Regions from separate parts of the Capra hircus genome. Here region 1 is linked to region 2. A link is a contact called in public Hi-C data. All regions are on one chromosome and are shown on one strand. The core of a region is the stretch at or near the end of the contact, and the rest is flanking DNA. Distances in the headings are between cores, read along the strand shown.

Region 1 (6,065 bases), core at 1,323-3,822, 270 kb after region 2:
TGCCGTCTATGGGGTCGCAAGAGTCGGACACGACTGAAGCCACTCAGCAGCAGCAGCAGCAGCAGTCTTCTACCCAGTCCTTAATTTTACTATTCCTCCAGCTTCTGTACAATCCTCTTCTCCCCATCACTATATCTTATCTCAGGTTGAGCTTTTTTAGAGTCAGTATATATTATTTATGTGCTGGCAGAACCCCAATTTAGCCTTCATCTCCAGAGCTCATGTATTAGTTATCTGCTGTGGCATAACACACTACCCAAAGACTTAGTGGTTTAAACCAACACAGGTTTATTACCTTACATTTGCGGTGGGTCTGGAATGTGGGTGCAGTCTCACTGGATTCGGTGCCTCATGGTCTCTCACAAGGCTGCAATCAAGGTGTCAGCCTATGGTCTGCCGTCTCATCTGAAAGATCAGAGACTGTAGGCAGTATTCAGTTCCTTGCAGGTTCTTGGATGAAAGGCATTAGATCCTTGCCATCTTTTGACCAGTGGCCATCTTCAGTGCCTTGCCATATGGGCTTCACTACTGTGAGCGCATCTAAGTGTGCAAGTTATGATAGCAAGAGAGGGAGTGTACCAGCAAGGTAGGATTCACCATCTTCGTAATCTAATCGTGGAAGAAGTAACCTTCTCAGTGGTTCCATATTCCATTGGTCAGAAGCAAATTCCTCAAGGAGAGGGTATTTCAGAAAGCCTGACTACCAGGAGACAGAGATCACTGGCTCTCGTAATGATGCCTACCATAGCTTTAAACCTGATATCTCCTTTCCAACTTGGACCTAGATGTACAAACCCCATTAGCCAGTGAAAAATGCAAAAATCTGAATATATCATCTTTTTCCCATTCCCAAAGCAAGCTCACTTTCATTCTTCTGGTTACTGGTTGGCTCCTTCATCCACCCAGTTTCCAAAATCAGAAACCTAGGAATTTCATTGGTTCATTCCTCTTCCTCACCCACAATGTTCAGCTAGTTGTACAGGCTCAGCTGTGTCTGACTCTTTGCAATCCTGTGGACTGTAGCCCACCAGCCTCTGGGTGTGACCTCCTACCAATCCTAATTTCTAAATGCCTGTTAAATCTGTCTCTCTGCACACCTGCCTTAAACCTTCGTGATCTGTAACTTGGGTCCCTGCCGTGTCCTCCTAGTTTACCTCTCTACTTCCAGCCTTGCCCTCCCCACAGCAATGTTGACAATGTCACACCTCTGTTTAAAATCTTTAATGGCTTCCCAGTTCAGGCGTATTTCAAGGTAGACAGCCTCACAGTATAAAAGTGCACATTCAGTAAACCTGTGGTTTTCATAACGCAGGCTACAGAAATTTAAACTCAGCAGAATCTTCTTGGCTGGCAGGGATACACAGTATTTGAGGGACAGATACTATGAGGAAAATAGCTTTCTATTTGAAACTCCTAAATAGAATTATAGTGGTTTGGTGTGGTGTCTCAAACACCACAGATGTAAAGTCAAAACAGTTGTGTCTGTCCGTGGTAATTGCCATCAATTTTTCTTTAAAACATAACTTTTTTAGAAGCCTGAATTCCTTGAAGGTATTTTCTATCAGATGACAAAGTCCAGTCATATAACTTTCAGGCATTTTTGTCTATTAAAACTTTCATGACAGTTCTCAGAAACTCAGCCCTAACTGTCCGAGTGACTCATCTCTCAGGGTCTCTGCCAGCCCACAGGATGGTAGTATGAGGACAGGAAAATGTTCCTGTGTGGTCAAAGGCAAGGACCTGCACGCAACAGGTCAAACTCTAATTCCTCCCCAGACCGTATTCCATTATAGTTGCTTGGAATTCAGCAATGTTATTGTCTGCTTTTTAATCTCCCTCTTGTTCTACTCCGGCCCCATGGGCTGAAAGTGAAAATGGCACTTCCTGATAGCATGCTGCTGCTGCTGCTAAGTTGCCTCAGTCGTGTCCAACTCTGTGCAGCCCCATAGGTGGCAGCCCACCAGGCTCCTCTGTCCCTGGGATTCTCCAGGAAATAACACTTGAGCGGGTTGCCATTTCCTTCTCCAATGCATGATGCATGATAAGTTGCTTCAGTTGTGTCTGCCTCTCTGCAACGCTATAGACAGCAGCCCAGCAGGGTCCTCTGTCCATGGGATTCTATAGGCAAGAACACTGGAGCGGGTTGCCATTTCCTTCTCCAGGAGTTATAACATGATTGGTTGTTAAATATTTACCTAATTGTTGTCCCCAGAAGGTGCTGATACCAGTTCTGGAATGTTTGGCTGAGAGCTGTCTATGAAGTTGTCTATCAGAAGCAGACCTGATAAGCCAACTATAAACTGGAGGCCAAACACCTGTGCTTATTTTAATGTGTCATCATTATCCTCGAGACATAACTCACGGGATTTCCTAAAATACTCATCCTCCTTAAATTCAGTTTAGCTGGATCAATTTACCAGGCCTGGAAAACAGTTGACACTTGTTATCCTGACAGCCCCATTCAAAAACGAGATAGGAAAAATAACATTTTCATTGGGACATATGAGAAAGAACTATAAAAACCCCGAAGACTTGGTTTGGCAGAAATATTTTCCCATGCAAAAATGAATAGTGTTTCTGGCACTTGGCTGTGTTACTTTGCAGCTGGCAGCTGAATTATCTTGGTCTCTGCCCAAAACTCTGGCCTCAAAAGCTGATCTTCAAATCTCCTGTGTTAAAAAAGGATTTAAAACGCTTAATGACCATTTACATGTCAAAAATGAATCATTATGTTAACCTGATATGAGTCACTGTGCCTGTCCAAGGAGTTATAATAGTAAAATAACTACTTTTTGAATGGAAGTGCACTGTTCATACGCGTGTGTGCTAGGTCGGTTTAGTTACGTCCAGCTCTTTGTGACCCTGTGGACTGTACACTAGGCTCTTCTGTTCATGGAATTCTCCAGGCCAGAATACTGGAATAGGCAGCCTCTTCCTCCTCCAGGGGATCTTCCCAACCCAGGGATCGATCCCAGGTCTCCTGCAATGCAGGCAAAGTCTTTACCACCAGAGCCACCAGGCAAAGCAAAATAACCTCTCAGAGAGGGAAGACAGGATACAGCGTGCTTGGGGCTGGTGCACGGGGATGACCCGGAGGGATGTTGTGGGGAGGGAGGTGGGAGGGGGGTTCGTGTTTGGGATCGCACGTACACCCGTGGTGGATTCATGTCAATGTATGGCAAAACCAATACAGTATTATAAAGTAAAATAAAGTAAAAATAAAAAGTTAAAAAAAAAAGACAGGTTTTAGCAGTCTATTTTATAGGCATAATAACAGGTTCTATGACACCAAAAGCTGGCTCACAGTACTTGTAAGAACCAATACTTGAGCCCACAACTTTAGACATGAGCCTGTTCTCTATTTTGCCCCATTCTTGTCAACGTATATTTTCTGAAATGCAGTGTTTCAGGCACTAAGATAATAATTCTTCCTTTAATGGTACCTGACTAAAATTATACACCCCTCTTAGCCAAATAATGACTTGGAGAATTATTTATGCTTTCCTTACCATTGGTACTTTTACACTATTTGTGAAGGTAATTATCCTACCCATGATGGATCTAGTACTATAAAAAAGGTATAGGCTTGGTTGTCTACAAACATGCCCATAAATGAGTGTGTCCTGGTCCATAAATTAGGATCAGCTATGTTCTTTTTTCCTAGAAAATTAATTTTGCCAGGACTCCCTGTAATTCACCATCCTCTAACCCATATCCACATATCATTTAATCTTTGGGACTTCCAAATGGGGTCTTTGTTATGAGACAGGAACATAGCCTGTCTCTTCTATGTCAAAAACCAATAGCTCTAATTCACTGTCTTTCAATTAATCAGATAATTTAAATTCTGTGTTGTTTCAATCTTGTGCGTATTGTTCCCTATCACTGTATGTCAGTTTTTGTAAAGAAGGGGGAACAGGAGTTGATGAGGGAGGAGTCAAAAGGGCAGCCTTATAAACCAATGCTTGTCCAATAATCAAGGGCCTCTGAGGTGGCTTGGTGTGGAATAAAAGGAAACAACAGTCCAATATATAAATTTCAATGAAACATGATGATATGATCTAGCTGTTGCCGGTGAATTTAAGGTTCTTTCTTTGCTGTGAAAGAATTCAGAGGGAAGCAGAAAGGTCAAGAAAGTAAAGTGAAAGTTTATTTAAACAAGGATAGTGCTCTTGGAGCGGAGAAGGCAATGGCACCCCACTCCAGTACTCTTGCCTGGAAAATCCCATGGACGGAGGAGCCTGGTAGGCTGCAGTCCATGGGGTCGCTGAGGGTCAGACACGACTGAGCGACTTCACTTTCACTTTTCACTTTCATGCATTGGGGAAGGACATGGCAACCCACTCCAGTGTTCTTGCCTGGAGAATCCCAGGGACGGGGGAGCCTGGTGGGCTGCCATCTATGGGGTCGCACAGAGTCGGACACGACTGAAGCGACTTAGCAGCAGCAGCAACAGCAATGCTCTTGGAGAGCGAGCGCAGGGAGACAAGCGTTATCTACCGCCCTGGGTTGCTTTGGCAAGCACTTATGAGGGGCACAGAAATGAAGGGGCGGAATATTCACTGGGGGAGGAGTAGTCTGGGGGTAGTATTCCTTGATGTTCATGTCAACTCCATTTTCCCTAGGGGTTGTTATAGTTCGTTGGTTGCTGAGTAGTGTCCAATTCTTTGCGACATCAGGGACTATCATTGGCCCAGCTCCTCTGTCCAGGGGATTTCCCAGGCAGGAATATCACAGTGTGTTGCCACTTCCTTCTCCAGGGGAACTTCCCAGCCCAGGGATCAAACCCACGTCTCCTGCATTGGCAGACGGATTCTTTACCACCGAGTCATCAGGGAAGCCCCAGGGTGAGTTGAAACATGGTCTAAATTTTGGTAACTAAGCCCACGCACCGCATCAGGGAGCCTGGGCACCTCAATGAACATACAGTGCAGTCAAAATTGTTTTGTTTCATTTTAAGGAAGGAAGTAGATGGAATTTTGATTAATCTTTAAATGCTGTGCACAAAGATCTCCATATCCACCCCCTCACACCCCTGCTGTTTCTCTCATGGATTTACAGAAAGCTCACAGGTTCCGTTGTTGTGGGTAATAAACCTCTCCACCTTGCTTCACACACATTCTCCCCTACCTTCTACATTCTAAGAAAATGTCGGACTCAGATGATACATTTTCTATATTTAACACAACTGTTGGTGCAAAGTTGATGTTCAAAGAATATTTGCTAGTTTTATAATATGAATAGTCCTACCTGCTAATTATAAATCTTCAAATTATTGTTTAAGTTCATCTGTGCTTAAATCCAAATATGGTTTTGGAGAGAAAAAAGTGAAATAAACTTTAAAAAATCACACTGTTACATCATGTCCTTGAATATGAAGGGAAAACAGAATTCTTTTGTTTTGCTGAAAGTGAAAGTCACTCAGTCGTATCCAACTCTTTGTGACCCCATGGACTATATATTCTGGAATTCATGGAATTCTCCAGGGCGAAATACTGGAGTGGATAGCCTTTCCCTTCTCCAGGGGAATCTTCCCTACCCAGGCATTGGACCCAGGTCTCTGGCATTGCAGGTGGATTCTTTACCAGTCAACCCACCAGGGCAGCCCAAAAATACTGGAGTGGGTAACCTATCCCTTCTCCAGGGGACCTTCCTGACCCAGAAGTCTAACTGGAGTCCCCTGAATTGCAGGTGGATTCTTTACCAGCTGAGCTACTCACTGGACATCAGTAAATAAGAGCAAAGAAGAAGACCTTCTACAGTCAGTTCAGTTCAGTTGCTCAGTCGTGTCCGACTCTTTGCGACCCCATGAATCGCAGCACGCCAGGCCTCCCTGTTCATCACCATCTCCCGGAGTTCACTCAGACTCACATCCATCCAGTCAGTGATGCCATCCAGCCATCTCACCTCGGTCGTCCCCTATTCCTCCTGCCCCCAATCCCTCCCAGCATCAGAGTCTTTTCCAATGAGTCAACTCTTCTCATGAGGTGGCCAAAGTACTGGAGCTTCAGCTTTAGCGTCATTCCTTTCAAAGAATTCCCAGGGCTGATCTCCTTCAGAATGGA
Region 2 (6,110 bases), core at 989-3,488:
ATTATTCATCATGTTGTCTGCTGAGCTAGATGGTATTTTAGGCACTAGACATATAAAGGTGAATACGATAGCTTCCTCCCTCTAGATAATGCCTCTCCTCTCAGTAGAGCCAGGGATGTAAGCCAACAATGTCAGCAGAGGTTGGAGGAGGTTTAAGTCTTTGCAGGAGGACTGCAGGGGCACAGAACAGGAAATAATTAGAGAAGAGAGGGGAAGGAAGAGACCTCAAAGGAAGGATAACATGATGGTATGGATCCTGGTTGTGATTTTTTTCCCTCTCCTCTCTGATCTCTGTAGGTCTTCCCTGAAAGAATCCATCTTTGTGTGTGTGTCATTCACTTATTAATTCATCGAGCACATTTCTTCATGCAGCCCTGCCAGGCTCCAGTCACTGTTGAGGGCACTGATACAGACGTGGTCCCTGACCTGGCATTAACTGGCAAGGCAGCGAGCATGCCCCTGCAGGACCACCCCCCTCCTGCCCTCTCTCTAGAGAGGAAGGGGAAAGCTAATAGGTCCTGTGTGAGGAGGAAGGTAACTGGAAAAGAGCTATGTCTTTTCTCTTAACCCTCCTGATCACTTAGGCAGTCGACAAACAGTGATTGTGCGTGATGTGCCAAGCTTCAGCCTCTTGGTCCAGGTGAAGTTCAAGGTTCGCCATGACATTTTCCATTTGAGTTCTAGGATCTTTCCCATCCTAGCCACCCACACGATGGGTGTTGTTACCTTCACCGTGAATGTTTCCTTGCTTGCAGCACCCATGTCTGTCATCCCCATTAGACACTAAGCTCCTTGAGCTCAGAGCCTGTGAAGCGTATTTTCCTAATGCCAGCTACAGAACCATGCTATGTACCTAGATGCACAAGACGTGTCTCAGTATATTGTTTATAATCAGAAGGACCTAGATTGAATTCCAGTATCAGCTTTCATCAGCTGTAGTTGTGAACTGTAGTTCTCTTTTTCAAAAGGTCATCACCACCCCACCCCAGGGTTGTAAGGATGTTTGAGACAATGTCTAAAAACTCCTAACAGTGCCTGGCACATCTGTTTCCTCTCATTCTTTGGCTTCTTCTTGATTCTTTTAATTGCGTTTATTTTCTCTTGTAGCCATCCCTTTGGCAATTTCAGTTATTTTTCTTTAATTGAATGCTCTAGAGTACAAGCATTACAGTTCAACAGCCCAGATATGTGTCTGACTTTGCCCCCTCTGACCTCTGAGCAAGTCATTTAACTACTTTGTGACTCAGTTTCTTTATCTGTAAACTGCGGATGACAACAGTACCAACTTTATAGTGTCTTTGTGAAAATAAATGCTAAAATCCAATGTAAAACATCAATGTTGTGAGTTAAGGAACCCTGTGCTCATTATTCAAAGATGAAATTTAAGAAAAGCTATATAAATCACAGGAAATCATATAGCAAGTAAGTGGTATTGCTAGGAACCCAACCCATGCTGATTCACTCCAAAGCCAGTACATTTAATTGCCAGTCCTTGGGGTCACAAAGAATCGGACATGACTGAGCATAGACGCTCATATGTACATACATACATTCATAGCCTATCTCAAGCAAACAAACCCAGTGCATTTAGAAAAATTTGGAGAAATATTGTATATCTGTCTATCCATGTGTATTTGTATATGATTATATAGATATGTGTATTTGTATGCATGTATGTGCAGTATGTGTATATATGTTATATGCGTAGTATAATGATGCTGTATAATAGCATAAATTATTTTATTACATTCTGTCTGAATTTCTAGATCACCATGCAACTCCTAGTTCAGTATGTGGTACATAAGTCCTTAAGAAACACAAGAGACTAAACTCTACAGATAAGGCCTTATCGCGTTGTTTTTATGTAATGTTTTGTTATCTACCATTATGAAATTAGAACAATCTCAATTAGAGTTTTTGTGATATTAGGCAATGAACAATGAGGAACCTGCTTAGAAAGGGCAAAATTAGTAAATACTTCTGTTGTAATTACATGTGATTGTAATAAACCATAAGACATTATCCTAAACCCAGAAGAAACATAATTCGCTTTATTAAAATGATACTATTAAGCAATGGGAGGAAGAAGGGAGGTGGACATTCAGTCCCTGGCCATAGGCCTGTGATTAGCATCTTGCGCGGTGACACGGAGCAGAGACGGTTCTCTGGAAGCTCACGAAAGAGCGCCTTCAGCCGGCCGAGGACTTGCAGAGAGACGGCCTCCCTCCCTGCGGGCGCTGTCCGCACTCTGCCGCCGTAATTGTACGGTAAGCGGTAAGCGTGCCTCTCCCATCCTCATGCCCACATTCCTACAGTGGCTGGGAACTCCCCAGCCTCCCCTGACCAGCACTACTTCATCTTGGTCTCGTCAAAAACCAACTAATCTTTAAACCTGAGTGAAACGGGACCTAAGATTTTTTTTTTTTTGCAATATTTGGAACCACTGTATGTGTTCCTCCATAGAAGCCAGAGGAAGAGAAAAAAGGATATTTTATGTGCGGATGTGAAACGGGAACAACCAAGGCGAAGGAAGAAAGGGGGTGGCAAACAGAAGAACTCTGCTGAGATGCGAAGAGCCAGTGAACGTCTGTGCACAACAGAGGGCGAGAGCCCGCGCAGACACAGCCACGCTTGGACAAATTGCAGGGCCTCACCTCTGACACATGTTCTTGCCTCTTCCATCTTCACGGCTACCTGCATGCGAAAAAGCATTTGTGGAGTTGCTCCTATACGCCGGGCTTTATGCTAGGTGTCTGTGAAAAGAACAGATGTGCCTTTGGTTCCGTGAAGTTTACAGACGAATGAGAAACACTGATCATAGACTAATGAGCAAACTAATAACTTGAAGTGAGGGTGTGAAGGAGGAGAATAGGTTCTAACAAAGATTGACAGGGTGATAGGCTGAGATACAATAAAGAGACCCTCATCCGTCTCCAGATCGTTTTCAAATCCAGCCTAAATCATAGCTGCCTAACTTAGAGTGTGCAGGAGCACATGGACCAGGTCTGGATGGTGTTAAATATCAAAGATTTATTAAACCATAAGATTTAGTGGAGATGATACACGTCATACCCAGCAGAAGGGTCAATGGTTTCATAAGTATTGGGAGAACATGTGGAGAAAACAAGACAAAGTATTCCGTATCAGACTTGTCTGGGGAAAACCTGCCTGGACACAGAAGTTACTAGAATGACAGATAGAGTAACATTAATATGCACCTGCTAAGATCAAGAATTTCACAAGAATTTCACCTGATCTCCAACATTTCCATTTTACAAATACAGAAATTATAACTCAGAAAGCATCAGCAAGTCTTTTAGGGGTGAGAGGGAGGAGTTTGTTTGTTTTTTAGTTAAAATGTATTCATTTGTACTATATAGCAAAGTAAATCAGCTACCTGCATGCAAAAAAGCATTTGTTGAGTTGCTCCTATACGCCTGGCTTTATGCTAGGTGTCTGTGAAAAGAACAGATGTGCCTTTGGTTCCAGTTCAGTTGCTCAGTCGTGTCCGACTCTTTGTGCCCCCATGGACCACAGCACGCCAGGCCTCCTTGTCCATCACCAACTCCTGGACCTTGTTCAAACTCATGTCCATCAAGTTGATGATGCCATCCAACCAGTTCATCCTCTATTGTCTCCTTCTCCTCCTGCTTTCAACCTTTCCCAGCATCAGGGCCTTTTCAAATGAGTCAGATCTTTGCATCAGGTGGCCAAAGTATTGGAATTTTCGCTTCAGCATCAGTCCTTCCAATGAATATTTAGGACTGATTTCCTTTGGGATTGACTGGCTGGATCTCCTTGCAGTCCAAGGGACTCTCAAGAGTCTTTTCCAACACCACAGTTCAAAAGCATCAATTCTATGGCACTCAGCTTTCTTTACAGTACAACTCTCACATCCATATATGACTACTGGAAAACCCATAGTTTTGACTAGACAGACCTTTGTCAGTAATGTCTCTGCTTTTTAATATGCTGTCTAGAATGGTCATAACTTTTCTTCCAAGGAGAAAGCGTCTTTTAATTTCATGGCTGCAGTCACCATCTGCAGTGATTTTGGAGCCTCCCCCCAAAATAAAGTCTCTCACTGTTTCCATTGTTTCCCCACCTATTTGCCATGAAGTGATGGGACCAGATGCCATGATCTTACTTTTCTGAATGTTGAGTTTTAAGCCAACTTTTTCACTCTCCTCTTTCACTTTCATCAAGAAACGCTTTAGTTCCTCTTCACTTTAGGCCATAAGAGTGGTGTCATCTGTATATCTGAGGTTATTGATATTTCTCCCAGCAATCTTGATTCTAGCTTATGCTTCATCCAGCCTGGCATTTTACATGATGTACTCTATCAGATCTAATCCTTTGAATCTATTTTTTACTTCCACTGTATTTGTGAGACTTAGAGTTCATGCAATTCCGGGGGCAGGGGGGGAGGGAGAACCCTATTTAAGAAAAAGTTTGAAAACTGTGAATACACAAGTAGGAATAGGGCCTTGCAAGGGATTGCTGTATGTGAGGGGCCTTGATCCTTCATCAGCTTTAGAGCAATCTGCTTCCACAGAGATACCCTGAGGTGTGGGCTCCTACAGACCCCAGATGGAGAAAACCAAGTTGCTAAGGGTAAATTGCAACTGAGATCAGTGCTGAAAAGGGATCAGGCTTCCAACCTTCTAGGGTTCATGTGTGTATGCTAAGTTGCTTCAGTCATGCCCAACTCTTTGCCATCCTATGGACAGTAGCTCACCAGGGTCCTCTGTCCATGGGATTTTCCAAGCAGAATATTGGAGTGGGTTGCCATACCCTCCCCTCCAGGGTATCTTTCCAACCCAGGGATCGAACCTGAGACTCTTATATCTCCTGCATTGGCAGGCAGGTTCTTTACCACTAGTGCTACCTGGGAAGCCCCTCTTTTAGGGAAGTAATGGTCAAAACAGTACAAGGCAGTGGCTCAGGCCAGGAGATCAGGAAAAATGAGAAAGGGTTTGAAGCGCAGCACAGTTACCTGAGTACCTTAAGCCACTTAAAATGAAAAGACAGAATAGCTCAACGAATGACCCAGTTGGTGTCTATAACCAGCATTTAAGTGATAATATGCATCGTGGTTAACCAATCTAGTAACCCTGGGCAAGTTCCTTAATCTCCCTGTGTTCTAGTTCTTCCTCATTTGTAAAATAAGGGTAACAGGCATATCTAACTCAAAGGGCTGTTGCAATGATTAAATCAGTAAAAAATCTGGGTATAGACTGTGTCTGACCTATTCCAAGTGCTCAGTAAATATTGGCTCTCACTGTCATTATGACCCAGCCTTGGTCTGACTCCAAAGCTTTTCCAATTTCCATGCACAAAAGTGTTAGAAAAAAATTCCTCCTTGAAAGTTACTCATCTGTCTTTAGAAAGAATAAATAATTTAGTCTAAAAATTTCTCAACCCGAAGATGTGCTCAGTCACTAATTCATGTCCAACTCTTTGTGACTCCATGGACTGTAGCCCACTAGGCTCCTCTGTCCATGGAATTTTCCAGGCAAGAGTACTGGAATGGGATGCCATTTCCTACTGCAGGGGATCTTCCTGGCCCAGGGATTAAACCTGTGTCTCTTATGTCTCCTGCATTGGCAGGTGGGTTCTTTACCAGTAACACCACCTGGGAAGCCCACCCTGAGGATCGCAGACAGCAATATTAAATTAACACTCCTGCGAGTTTCTTCTGGCTGACCCTGTTCTCCTAAGGAGATCCTCCTTCTGGTCAACATTTTGCTCCTCCTTGCAAAGTCCTCCCTCTTGAGGATGTTGCGTAAGCCTGTAAAGCACGTTAGAATTAGTTTTAAAATCTGTATGTTCCTGAGTTTCTACGGATTGTGAAACAAATAGCAACATCGAAGGAAAGTACACAATGGAAAGGCAATGACTTAAGATGATTCATATCTGAAAACAAGTTCTCATCATAAGTGGGATTAAAATACATCCTTTGGGAACTCTCTGGAAGTTCAATGAAAGGCTTTACCCAATACAAAATTTAACACATTTCCATAATATTGCTGTAATTTATTAAACTGTTCTCCAGTGGTTTATTTCTTCTTTCATATTGTTTTTGCCATTTTCTATATCACTAAAGAGAG

The links. Hi-C and Micro-C count contacts between places; a contact is called where the count stands out from the background.
Region 1: a Hi-C map of blood shows a contact between it and region 2, with 5 times the contacts expected there. The contact joins two enhancer-like sites. A contact is called at or near these places in 4 of 5 Hi-C or Micro-C datasets (blood and liver).

The regions. Positions count from the first base shown.
Region 1 is chr29:6,855,544-6,861,608 of ARS1.2, forward strand. No RefSeq gene overlaps it. Among named protein-coding and RNA genes, the nearest start is that of TRNAE-UUC, 16 kb to the right of the region's middle. Within about 2 kb of position 2,573, at least 1 of the 5 cell types and tissues checked has an H3K27ac peak or open chromatin away from gene starts, as enhancers often do.
Region 2 is chr29:6,587,078-6,593,187 of ARS1.2, forward strand. All of the region lies in intron 8 of GRM5 (metabotropic glutamate receptor 5), which reads left to right. Among named protein-coding and RNA genes, the nearest start is that of CTSC, 210 kb to the right of the region's middle. Within about 2 kb of position 2,239, at least 1 of the 5 cell types and tissues checked has an H3K27ac peak or open chromatin away from gene starts, as enhancers often do.